Linked DNA regions of Mus musculus: region 2 is linked to region 1. A link is a contact called in public HiChIP or PLAC-seq data. All regions are on one chromosome and are shown on one strand. Each heading gives the region's core, a stretch centred on a gene start, on an enhancer-like site or on the middle of the called end of the contact. The rest is flanking DNA. Distances are from core to core; before and after follow the strand shown. Region 1 holds the start of Prss2 (protease, serine 2). Region 2 has its middle 34 kb from the start of Prss2.

Region 1 (5,487 bases), core at 2,554-5,053:
ACAAAAAAAAAAAGTTAGAGAAAAGGTAAAGGAGATGTTGAGGATGCTGGGTCCTCTACTACTGTAGCTTATTCGAAGGAGAGTACTTCCAGTCTTAGCTGGAGTCTTGTCCTTCTCTGTTTTTATCTCATAGGTAGGAACAACTTGTGGGATGAGGGCTAGCTGCTCAAATGAATGCTGCCAGTGTCGTTCACATTAGAAACTTCCTCATTTTGCATGCCTGGATCATGTCCTAACCTCAGTGAGCTGCACTGTGTGGGCTGGAAGTGACCTCATTCTTTTCAGAGGCTCTCTGATTTTTCATTCCTAAGTACACAAGCATCTAAGCTGAGGCGTGTGTGGTAGGTGTGTGGAAGAGCTGAGGAGGCGGGAGAAGCATTCACATCCGTGCTGGTAGCACAGAAGGATCCGGGTATGCTTCTGGCCATTTTCAATCTTCTCAGATTCTTCTCAGCAGCAAATCATTCTATGGGATGGAGGAGGCTGAGGAACTGGGATATCCACAAGTTCTGAACTCAGAACTCTTGGTCTTACCTGAAAGAAATGCAGCAGAGACGCAGCAACAGAGGCAGGTGGCTACCTGCAATTTCAGAATTCTCAGTGATCCCAATAATATAGAGCCCAAAGATTTGATATTTGCCATGGTGAGAGGCCTCAAACAGAATCACTTTCCAAAGCCCCAGTTTCCTAACTGCTTAAGCTGCTAACCAAGAGTCACCAGGCCCCAGCCTCCTGTATGAATGACTCTCATAGTCGCCTCTTATGCTGGCAATACAGCAAAGTATTCCAGCCTCGCTGACGTATGACATTTTCCTTTGTTTTCAAATTCTCAAAATGGCTCATACTCAAATAACAGGCCCCTTCTCAAGACGGTGTCTGGCTGAATACTCTCAGAGATAGGACCCTGATATTTTCACCCAGACTCACCTTTCTTATTCTGACTTTTCTTCTGCATATGTGTCACAGACAAAACTTGTAATATATTGTCTTATCTGGGATTTCCAATCTATCCTTTATAGTTTAAATTCATAATTGCTAGAGATTTCTCTATTCACTTTAGTATAGAGATTTCTCTATTCACTTTAGTATAGTGAATGAAACCCGAGAATAAATACAACATGCAAATTGCTGGGCATGAGGTTTACATGTTATTTATAAATACAAATGAGTAGTGAAAGAGAGTGCATAAATAGGATGATCTACTCCAACTAGCTGATCACCAACAACTAAACTAAGACTCCAAGCCTCTGTCTCAAACTTTAGAAATTTTGTGTGTGTGTGTGTGCATATGCATGTGTCTGTCTGTCTGTGTGTCTGTCTGTCTGTTTTTGGTAACTCTTTACTAACCAAAGTTAGTGAATCTAGGACAGCATACTCAGGAAACAAAGTTCCTTAGGTAAGTGAATTTCTGCTGGAGAAGAGAGCAAGAATGGAGAAAAGGAGTTGAGATCTACAGGAACGAAAGCCTGGAATTTCATACTTGACTTAAAGAGTAGTCCATAGAACTGGGGCTGAAGAATGAGCTAAGGAATTTAGACGCCTTTCATACTAAAAAGACAACAGAAAGACTCCATTCTGTAGTGATGTGTTAAGTGAATGCTTACCTTCAAGTCTGAGGTACAGAAATGCTTATGTCCTTAAATCGCAGAGTGACAAGGACCAATCCAAAACTCCTCTTAGCAGACATCACTTTTGTAGATATTGATGATGTCCTCACTGTGGGGTGACTCTCGGGGCACAGGGAAGTGAGCAGACAAGAAAGCAAAAGTTTTACATGCAAAGCAGCAATCTCGCAAATACTCCCCAGGAAGCCCCATCTCAACTACATAGCAGAAAGCTTTCATACCACACATAGTAAAACCCTCAGACTCTATGATCTCTGTGAGTGCAGAGACTTGTGCAACTGTGTCTGGAATGGACCTGGTAGGAGTGCATGGCAAGAGTAGGAACTGAGACAATATACAAGTGAAATGCAAATTCCGTGATCACGTTATGCCAGGAAGACAAATGCCAAGAGGAAACAGGATGTTTAATTTGTTTCACGATGACCTCTTATTTGACAGTCACCTGCAGCAAATCTCACACTCTGACAATTCCCACATTTTTGTAGAGACATAGGGGTAGCATGCCAGGTTTAGATTAATTTCTTGGGTAAAATGAATCCATTTTTCTGAAGACCTCATATTAAAACATTTGTGAAAAGTGAAAATTCTGAAAGTTTCAAGCACTTTTTAGTAGGACAGACCTTCCACTTAGGTATAAGCTCAAAAGCCTTTATATGAGATGCAAGATGCAGAAATGAGAGGATTCAGTACAGGGACTTTTTGTAAATCTGCCCTAATAATGTCAGGAATGGGGCCACTGAAGAGCCTGTTGAGCCCCATGTTGGCCTTTCCTGCAGTATACTCTGCATTTCCCCAACCTCTGGTCATCTTACCGTCTCCACCACAATTACAGTTTAAGCTCAGTTTTTTTCACCTTTATTTAGTATCTCTAGAATGTTCAGTATCTTGCAAAAAACACTGACACATAATCTCAGCTCCAATTGAAAGCTCCCAAAGCCTAGATTTGGAGTAAAGAAAAAGATAAACAATTGACAGCAAGGCTCCTCCAACTGACTGTATAACTAGATTAAAATTGATCCATCGCCAGTCAACTGTTTATCTTTTTCTTCACTTTTTCTTCTCTGGCCAGGTTTTACTGCAATAAATTGAGGGATGAGCATATTATAATACTCTTTTTTTTAAATTTTATTCTCTTTTTACAGTCCAGACTTTTATACCCCTCCCAGTCCACCTTCTGACTGTTCCACATCCCATACCTCTTCCCCCATCTCCAAGAGGATGTCCCCAACCCCCACTCCCACTCACCAGACCTCTTTTTATGTTAAAAATAGACATTTACAGAATCCTTTCATATCTATACACAACTAATTATCTCACTGGGACCCAGATTAAACACTGTCCAAACATTTTCTCACATCCAAAACATCATATATACTTTTATCTCAGGATGCATTTTCCTAGAATACGAGGTATTAATACTTAGTGTAATTTTCTGGAGCCTTGATGACCCTTAAAAGTGACATATGACAAGAGCAAAAGGCAACAGAAAAATAGAGCACAGTTTTGATGTGAGCATTCCACCCCTGTAACATATAGAGGAAGTACTTATTTAAGTTTTATCCATCCTCTTCAAAACACACCTTCAATCCATGAGTCTGGTTAGAAAAGAGCTAAGTGAAAGCCCCAGCTTAGATTGAATTCTGCACCTCCTAGTTTTTCATCATGGCTGTTTTAATTGCAGACCTTAGAACCCTTTAATTTCATCTTCTTGTTCAGTAAAATAGTCAGGTTCATAGATAAGGGGCTTAGGCAATGCTGATTTCCTACCATGAGGGCACCAAGCAACCCCACTAGTTACTAGAACCAGTCCTTGCTCAAAGTTCCTTAAAACATTAATGAAGTCAGGATGTCTAAGGATCTTAGACAGTCTTTGCTCTTCCTCTTATCACCTAAGCCTAAGAAATCCCACTGTGGAGACAAGGGCTTGACTTCCCCTGGTTTTTCCATTGCATGATCCTTCCAAGAAGCAATTGTCCTCCTTATGTGACCTGAGAAAAAAGTTCCCTTGTCACCTGTAGCTCGCCATGTGACAAGGGCACCAAACAGAGCAAAGCTGATGCAAGACTCTGGGAAAGAGAAACCTGCAGCTATGTTTGTGCAGGGAAAAAAAAAAATGACCCCTCCACTTTTAGCCAAGGTGCCTTCCTCTTTGTTTAGGGAACTATAAAGACAGGCACTCTTTCTGTGCTCATGACTTTCTGTCACCATGAGTGCACTTCTGATCCTAGCCCTTGTGGGAGCTGCTGGTGAGTTTCACTCTTTTTCCCAAGCTCTGTCTGTTCCACTGAATGAAATATATGAACTATCCCAATGCTGTCTCTTACCTATATTCTGATAGTCTCACCAGCCTCTCAAACCTTCTCCCTACTTTCCTGGCTTCTCATTCCTTGTTTTTCTCACTTAGCCTTTAATCTACTCTTGTCTCCAGTCTTCATTCTAATTGGTGCCAAGAGCAGGGAATGTTGAAAGGTGAAGCTAACAAGAAGGTTCCATAAAATGAGCCTGCATGTCCACTGCTTGACTCCAGCAGCTCTGTGATACTTCCACCACAGGTGTTCTTAAGGAAAAAATGTGTTTACAGACACAAAAAGCTTATTTTTGCTAAATATTCAACCATTAGAATTCTGATCCTATATGTCTTAGGTCTTGCCTGTTTAATAGGTCCATCTCTAAATAAACTTCATCTTACCAGTCAAAGTTAAGAAATACTGATATATTGGCAAGTTCATCGGCTATGTTTCCCTTGATAAGTCTAAGTTGTCTTGCATATTCCTTTCTATTCTTGATTCATTCTAAAGAGTTGATTTCTATGGGAAGCTAGCCTAGGTAAAAATTTTCTGTGAGACACTGGCCCAGGTAAAAAGCCAATATTCAGGTGGAACAGATAAGAAATACACATATATATAAATAAAGCAAGCAATGGGAAGAACTGACTTCTAATGGGATCCAATTAAGTGTTTTCTCAGGTAATTCTTGCTGTCCCATCACGGATGCTCAGAAGAGATCTGGGAACAGATCTAGTTCTGTGGGAACTATCTGTCTGTCCTACAGAACCTGATACTGGGAAGCCCTAAAATCTATGTTGCCTATTAGAGATAGAACGAGTGCAGCTTTCCTACACTCATGGTGCTCAGTAAGAAATCCTAAGGGTTTTAGCTGCCATGGAACCTCCAATACCCAGATGCATTTGCTTATTTTCATTTCCTATCTCCCATGAAGTTGCTTTCCCTGTGGATGATGATGACAAGATTGTTGGAGGATACACCTGCCGAGAGAGTTCTGTCCCCTATCAGGTGTCCCTAAATGCTGGCTACCACTTCTGTGGAGGTTCCCTCATCAATGACCAGTGGGTGGTGTCTGCAGCTCACTGCTACAAATAGTAAGTGACTAACCCCTAAGTAAGAAGCCCACGTTCTGGGAAATATTTAGAACACAGCACTTCGTCAAGTGGTGAAGTTGTAAGGTGAATGGGGGAAAGAAAGCCATGAGGAGAAGTTGCTGGCAGCAGTTAACTATTGTGAGCACTGTGGAAAATTTGATACAGAATAGGAAGGCTCTCATTTCCTCAACAAACTCATAAAATAGCAATGAATGTGAGTCATTAAACCAAGAAATATTTGTTTTGTTACTATACATACTTGTGAGAAAGTCAGGCAAGAACTTTGTACAACCACCACTAGCTAAGAAGAAAAATGAACTCCAACTTTTCAGAAATACAGCTAAAAATTGGTAAAACTCAATGCAGTCTCTACTAGGCTTTCTCAGTCCCAGGTATGTAACATAAATGACAGGGACACTGACTCAGTACTTGTAGAGTTGGGAACAAGAATGTAAACTTCCCTCAAGGTTCCATGTCATAATA
Region 2 (5,165 bases), core at 101-2,600, 33 kb after region 1:
TCTCTCTCTCTCTCTCTCTCCCTCCCTCTCTCTCTCTCTCTCTCTCTCTCTCTCTCTCTCTCTCTCTCTCTCTCTCATTCCCTCAAATGTACAGTTCTGAGCATTTCTTTCTCCTAGTGGATCAGTTACTTTCTTATAAAAACATTTCAGCTCACTTTTATCCTTCTATCATTCTGAAAGCACTGTATTCAGAAAAAAAAAAAACTCAGCACCAGGTGGGTTCTGACCTACATAGAGTAAAGAGGGAGTTAGTTATACCCCTTGTTTTTGATGTGTTAGGTATCATTTGGGTGGGGCGACTTTTTACCTTTGTATGTCTACATCCTGCCGTTGACTCAGAGATCACTTGGGACTCAAAACTCTAGTTCTTTCACACATGTGCTGCATCTGAGCCATGTACCCCCTCTGTGTGTGCAAATTGTTGCTTTTCTATCTGTGAGGATGTGCAGGAGACCAAAATGTACTTCGGTTCTCTTGCATTTATTTCTTTAGTGCTTCTTCCAAACTTACCAAGTCTCAACAAGATTCTAATTCTGTAGTCCATTATATTTATCCCTCTATCCTCACACTCTCTCAGATGGGATCATGTCGCCTTATTTAATCTTATACAAGTGATTCACAAAATCACAGCAAGATCTCAGCTCGATATGGAGCACATGTTCTCCAAACTCTGCCTGGAGTCCAGGATCTGCTAAAACTCAGAGAATCAGTTCTTCCCCCTCCTCTCTCCCCAGCTGCAGAATGCATTTACCATCTCCAGCTTTCCAGATCCCTTCAATTCCTGTGAACCAAGGTGCTCCATAAGGAGCCTCAGACCCTACTTAGTGGTTTGTTGATGAAAATTCTGCAGGCCTTGTAGCACTGACAGAATGGTAAGTGGGGAAATCTAAGTCCTTCCCAGCTCCAGACACACACATTGTGATATATCTTACAAGGCATCTGACCTGCAAAGGGACAGTGCTGATCTTGAGTCCCATAGTTAACCAGGCACAGTAGGACCCTTAATACTTGTTTCCCTGACCGATTCCAGCAAAGAGATATAGGAACATGATAAAAAAAATAATCTTAAGAAGAACTGTTTTTCATCAAACATCAGCAAGTGAAGAGATGCATTCCTGGGACTTTTCGGTTCCTGAAGACAATGGGGGAAGGGGTGGAAGCATCTCACCCCAGGTCTGGCTGTTTATCTGTAAGTAACATCAGCACCAAGTAAGAATGGCCACCTGCCATAGCTCCATCTCCAGGAGTCACAACAGGATGTGGTTTGACATTTACCAGGTCCTACATCTGGGGTGCCTGTGAATGCTCCCCCACTCACTCACATTCTGAGCATTTTGGGAACCACACTTGCCACATCCTGTCTTCAAACCCTTCTCATGCAGCCCTTTCTACCTCAGCCTCTAGCTATCACCGTGACAGTGAGAACAACCAAGAGGAGGGTCTCTAAAGGGGAACCCATATATCTCATCTCAAGCCCCCCATCTAAACTATCTTACATCTGTTAGAAGTCACACAGGAAACAGAAGCCTTCAGTATGCACCATGGAGACAGGTGCAATAACAGCTCTGACCTCATTAGGGTTCCCATGGCTCCCACATCACCGCTCTTCCCACTTCTCTTTCCACTTAACCCCAACTCCAGTCACCCTCTCTTCACAAGTATCCTCCATTTCCTTCAACTAATGTAATGAGAGCCCATTCATGTAATGAGTCACAGGAACAGAGTCTAAATAATAAACCGAATGAAAAATAGATGGTCTGTCTGTCCTGCATTCATTGGCTGGCTTTCGCTGGGGTGTATCCTCTGTGAGTAAGGGCTGTAAAGTGAATGTGCTTTGTATTTCCTGCCTCATGTGGGTAAGATGAGGGAAACGTCTACACACAACACAGGAAAGAATGGAAAACCAGACCTCCAGAAACTCTCAAATGAGGAAGTGGGAACTCGCAAAATATACAAGCCAATCCTGCTCTATCCATCACACACTCAACTAAATCATATAATCTTTAAAAAATCATATGAAGTAGCCCAGCCTTCCTAAGGCTGGGCCTTTTTCTACCTTCTAGAAGCAGTCAAGGGGCCCCAGTCAATCCCATTATGGCTTAGATCCTTGAGGGGAGTTTCTCTAACTTCTGTGGTCCTCAGCAGCCTGTGTGTGAAAATCAGGCAATGATATCCTTAGGGATAGTTATTGTGACACATTTATAAAGTCAAAGTCAAAATCAGCATCCTTACAGATCTCCTAGAAAAGAAGCCACATTTAACCAGGAACCATGACATTGATGTTGGCAGCAGGTAGCACCTACTATTAGGATATGCCATCCTGAAGTGTTTTCCTGTTTTCCCTAGTTATAATGACTGAGGTTTTGACCTTTGGGTACAATTGAAACAGTTATGGCAGCAGAATCTTTATGCATAAATAGAGGCAGATAACTAAATGCAGGATAATGACTTGCTCTAGTGTGTATACATGGTTTTCAGGACTCTCCTTAAACAGCCTCTTCTTGTGTGCTACATTATCCTTAGCCATCACTAGGATTTTCTTTTTCTCATTTGCTGTTTCCAAGACTTTAAAGACGCTGAGATTTCTGTGTTTCTATTCAAACAATCCTCTCATTTGGAACTTAATTGTATTAAATCTAGCTAAAAATCGTTTCTCCTTTTAATGTACACACACACACACACACACACACACACACACACACACACAGTGTTTCTCCTTGAAGACAGACCCTGAGATTGCACAGAGTTCCAACAGGAATGTTCTAGGATGAATTCAGAGCAGACAGCACATGAGAAAATTGGCATCGGTTTGCCACATAAGCATTGTCATGTTTGTGACATATTTTCTGTTTAAATATTTTTAAATGAGACAATTTGGAGGAGCTACAGTCAAAGTACTTTGTAAGCTTCCAGGGAGGAAAAGGACACCTGCCAAAAGTTAGACTTTGTAATAGTACTTGCAAAATATGATCTCCTTCAATATCTAACAATGCATACAGATAACATTTGCTGGTGAAAAAAAAATGAAATCTAGAAAAACTACATAACTGCCCTCAGGTCTTAGAAACTAGGAAATCTAGACTTGAAGTCAAATGTTTTACTTGTAGCTTTGCCTGGTACCATCTTTAATATACTTCATTGTTTTGATCTTTATGATGGCTCTCTGTATCCTGGCTACTTTACACCTATTCATCAAGTGTGATAGAGACATTTGGACATTGTCAAGTATGTTGTTGATCACTCAGTGTCTCTGTTTTGATTTTTCCTTTGTATATTAATTAAATGAGATTGAAAATACATCAGTGATACATCAGAATCACTCTAGATAGTGTTTGGTGCCAGGAACAGAGGATTTTAAGACTTCTTGTGCCCTCTTGTGGAAGAAAAGAGACATTGGGGGAAATTCCCTTTTGGGAATATGATCTAGAGAGGAGTGAGGGCTAAAGAAATCTCAGTTGCCAAGGTAACCAGTACATCCCTTTCCAACCATTCACATCAGTCTCTTCCTCTTCTTCATTTCCATCCTAGTCACTATTCCATTTTAACCTTTCTGTCACACACACACTCCTCCTCTTTACCCTCAGTCTCCTGTGTTTCTTATGCTACCATCTGTTTGTCTGTTTTGCTACAGAAGAGTAGAGGAGAGACAGAAGTTTAAACTGGGAAGTATAAATGACAATACAACCACTATCAGACCTGGTAACACATGCTTGTTTGGATGAGGCAGGGGGATTGCTTCAAAATTGAGGCAAGTGCAGACTACATAGTAGAAATTTGTGTCAAACAAAACAAACAAACAAACAAACAAGCAACAGGACGCAAGCAGCAGTAAAAATTCCTGAATGAACATTTTCCATATTAACTTTTACATTTGATCTTAGACAAAATGCTAAGAACTTTTCTATATTAAATTCTATCTTGCATAGCTATCTAATGACATCTTGTTCCTCCTTGATTGATGTCTTGAGTATCAGCCTTTATAAACTTTCTAACCTCAGCAGAAAGATGAATGATGGAGATACTCCCAGAGGTGAAATTAACTAATTGAGTTACATAAGATTCTCCTACCTGGTATCAGATACAGATACAGGTATATCCCACTTCTCTCTGCCACATATATCCATGAGCATGCCCAGCGTACCTCAATAGTAATGTAGAACAAGTATAGAGTGTTTAGACAAGAGTAGCCTGGTTTAAGGACGGGTATACAATATCCTACTACTGGATACTACAAACTGGAAATTTTACTGTGTGTAGGCAACTCACAGGTTCTGCATATGTGAGTCACTGATAACGAGTTTAATAAATGTCTTTGGTGACTTCTGACTTGAATCATGTTGTTTTCCAGACTTCAACTTGACTATCAGCCAGAAATTCAGTGGCAAACCCCCTCCACCCATCCCTAGTGAGGGTTCCTAGTGAGGGAGGAAGGACTAAAGAGAGGGTGTGGTTTTTGCACAGATGTCTGCCCCACCCTACTCAGTGTGAGACTCCAGGCACAGAGGTAGAAGCCAGAGTGGCTGAGAAGCAGCTTCTCCGTGCTTAGGATGAATTGGTCGTCCTTCGGCCTGGAAGCTGAGAGGTTCAGTTGCACCACCGACTCTACCTGGCCAACAGTAATAGAGTAGAAGAGTTGCTGGAGGGTGCCTCCTGTGGCCTGCCAGTACCAGTAGAGGTTAGGGCTTGATTTCCCCTTTATGGTACACCCCAGAGACAGTGGGCTGCCCACAGCCTTGATCTCGGCAACTGGCCATTGATGGATAGTCTGAGCACTAACACCTGTAAAGAAATAGAGTCATTTAGAGTAGAAACACACACCTCTACACATACACACACACCAGCTTGCTTGCCTTCCCTCTGAAGGGGTTACATGTAATCAGTCTCAGGGAGTATACTAGAAGAGCCAGGGATGAAAAATGTTACAGGGCAAGGGGAGACAAATCCTTTCTAAAAGATACAAAACTGAGAGTCAATACTGAAAGAGTGTGAAATGCCCATATCTCAGTAATTGGAGGACTGTGGTCAAGAGAGGCAAGCCAGTACCAAAGAATCTACACCTTTAACAGGTGGAGAGATGGAAGCAACAATTTGAAAGTAGGTTTTCAACAGGGGAATGCACCCACCCAAGAACATGCCCAGGAGAAAGGCAAGGAGAGAGTACAGCA

The links. HiChIP or PLAC-seq counts read pairs in DNA pulled down with a chosen protein or histone mark.
Region 2: a BATF HiChIP or PLAC-seq map of CD8 T cells shows a contact between it and region 1, with 32 read pairs. The contact joins the enhancer-like site here to the promoter of Prss2 in region 1. A contact is called at or near these places in 4 of 39 promoter capture datasets (cranial neural crest, epiblast stem cells, frontonasal cranial neural crest and 1 more), 2 of 15 datasets of contacts at CTCF or cohesin (CD8 T cells and pro-B cells), 17 of 484 Hi-C or Micro-C datasets (CD4 T cells, CD8 T cells, CD8 central memory T cells and 9 more), 6 of 115 datasets of contacts at active chromatin or transcription factors (CD8 T cells, the SCID.adh cell line, embryonic fibroblasts and 2 more) and 1 of 9 other capture datasets (adipose tissue).

The regions. Positions count from the first base shown.
Region 1 is chr6:41,517,973-41,523,459 of GRCm38.p6, forward strand. Prss2 (protease, serine 2) reads left to right here and starts at 3,804. Exons shown (of 5, transcript NM_009430.2): 1 at 3,804-3,871; 2 at 4,845-5,004. The coding sequence starts at 3,832. It also overlaps Tcrb.
Region 2 is chr6:41,553,206-41,558,370 of GRCm38.p6, forward strand. It overlaps Tcrb and Trbv31. Among named protein-coding and RNA genes, the nearest start is that of Prss2, 34 kb to the left of the region's middle. Within about 2 kb of position 1,351, at least 89 of the 459 cell types and tissues checked have an H3K27ac peak or open chromatin away from gene starts, as enhancers often do. A contact at or near this core is called in CD8 T cells, CD8 central memory T cells, the SCID.adh cell line and 10 more, where this site is marked.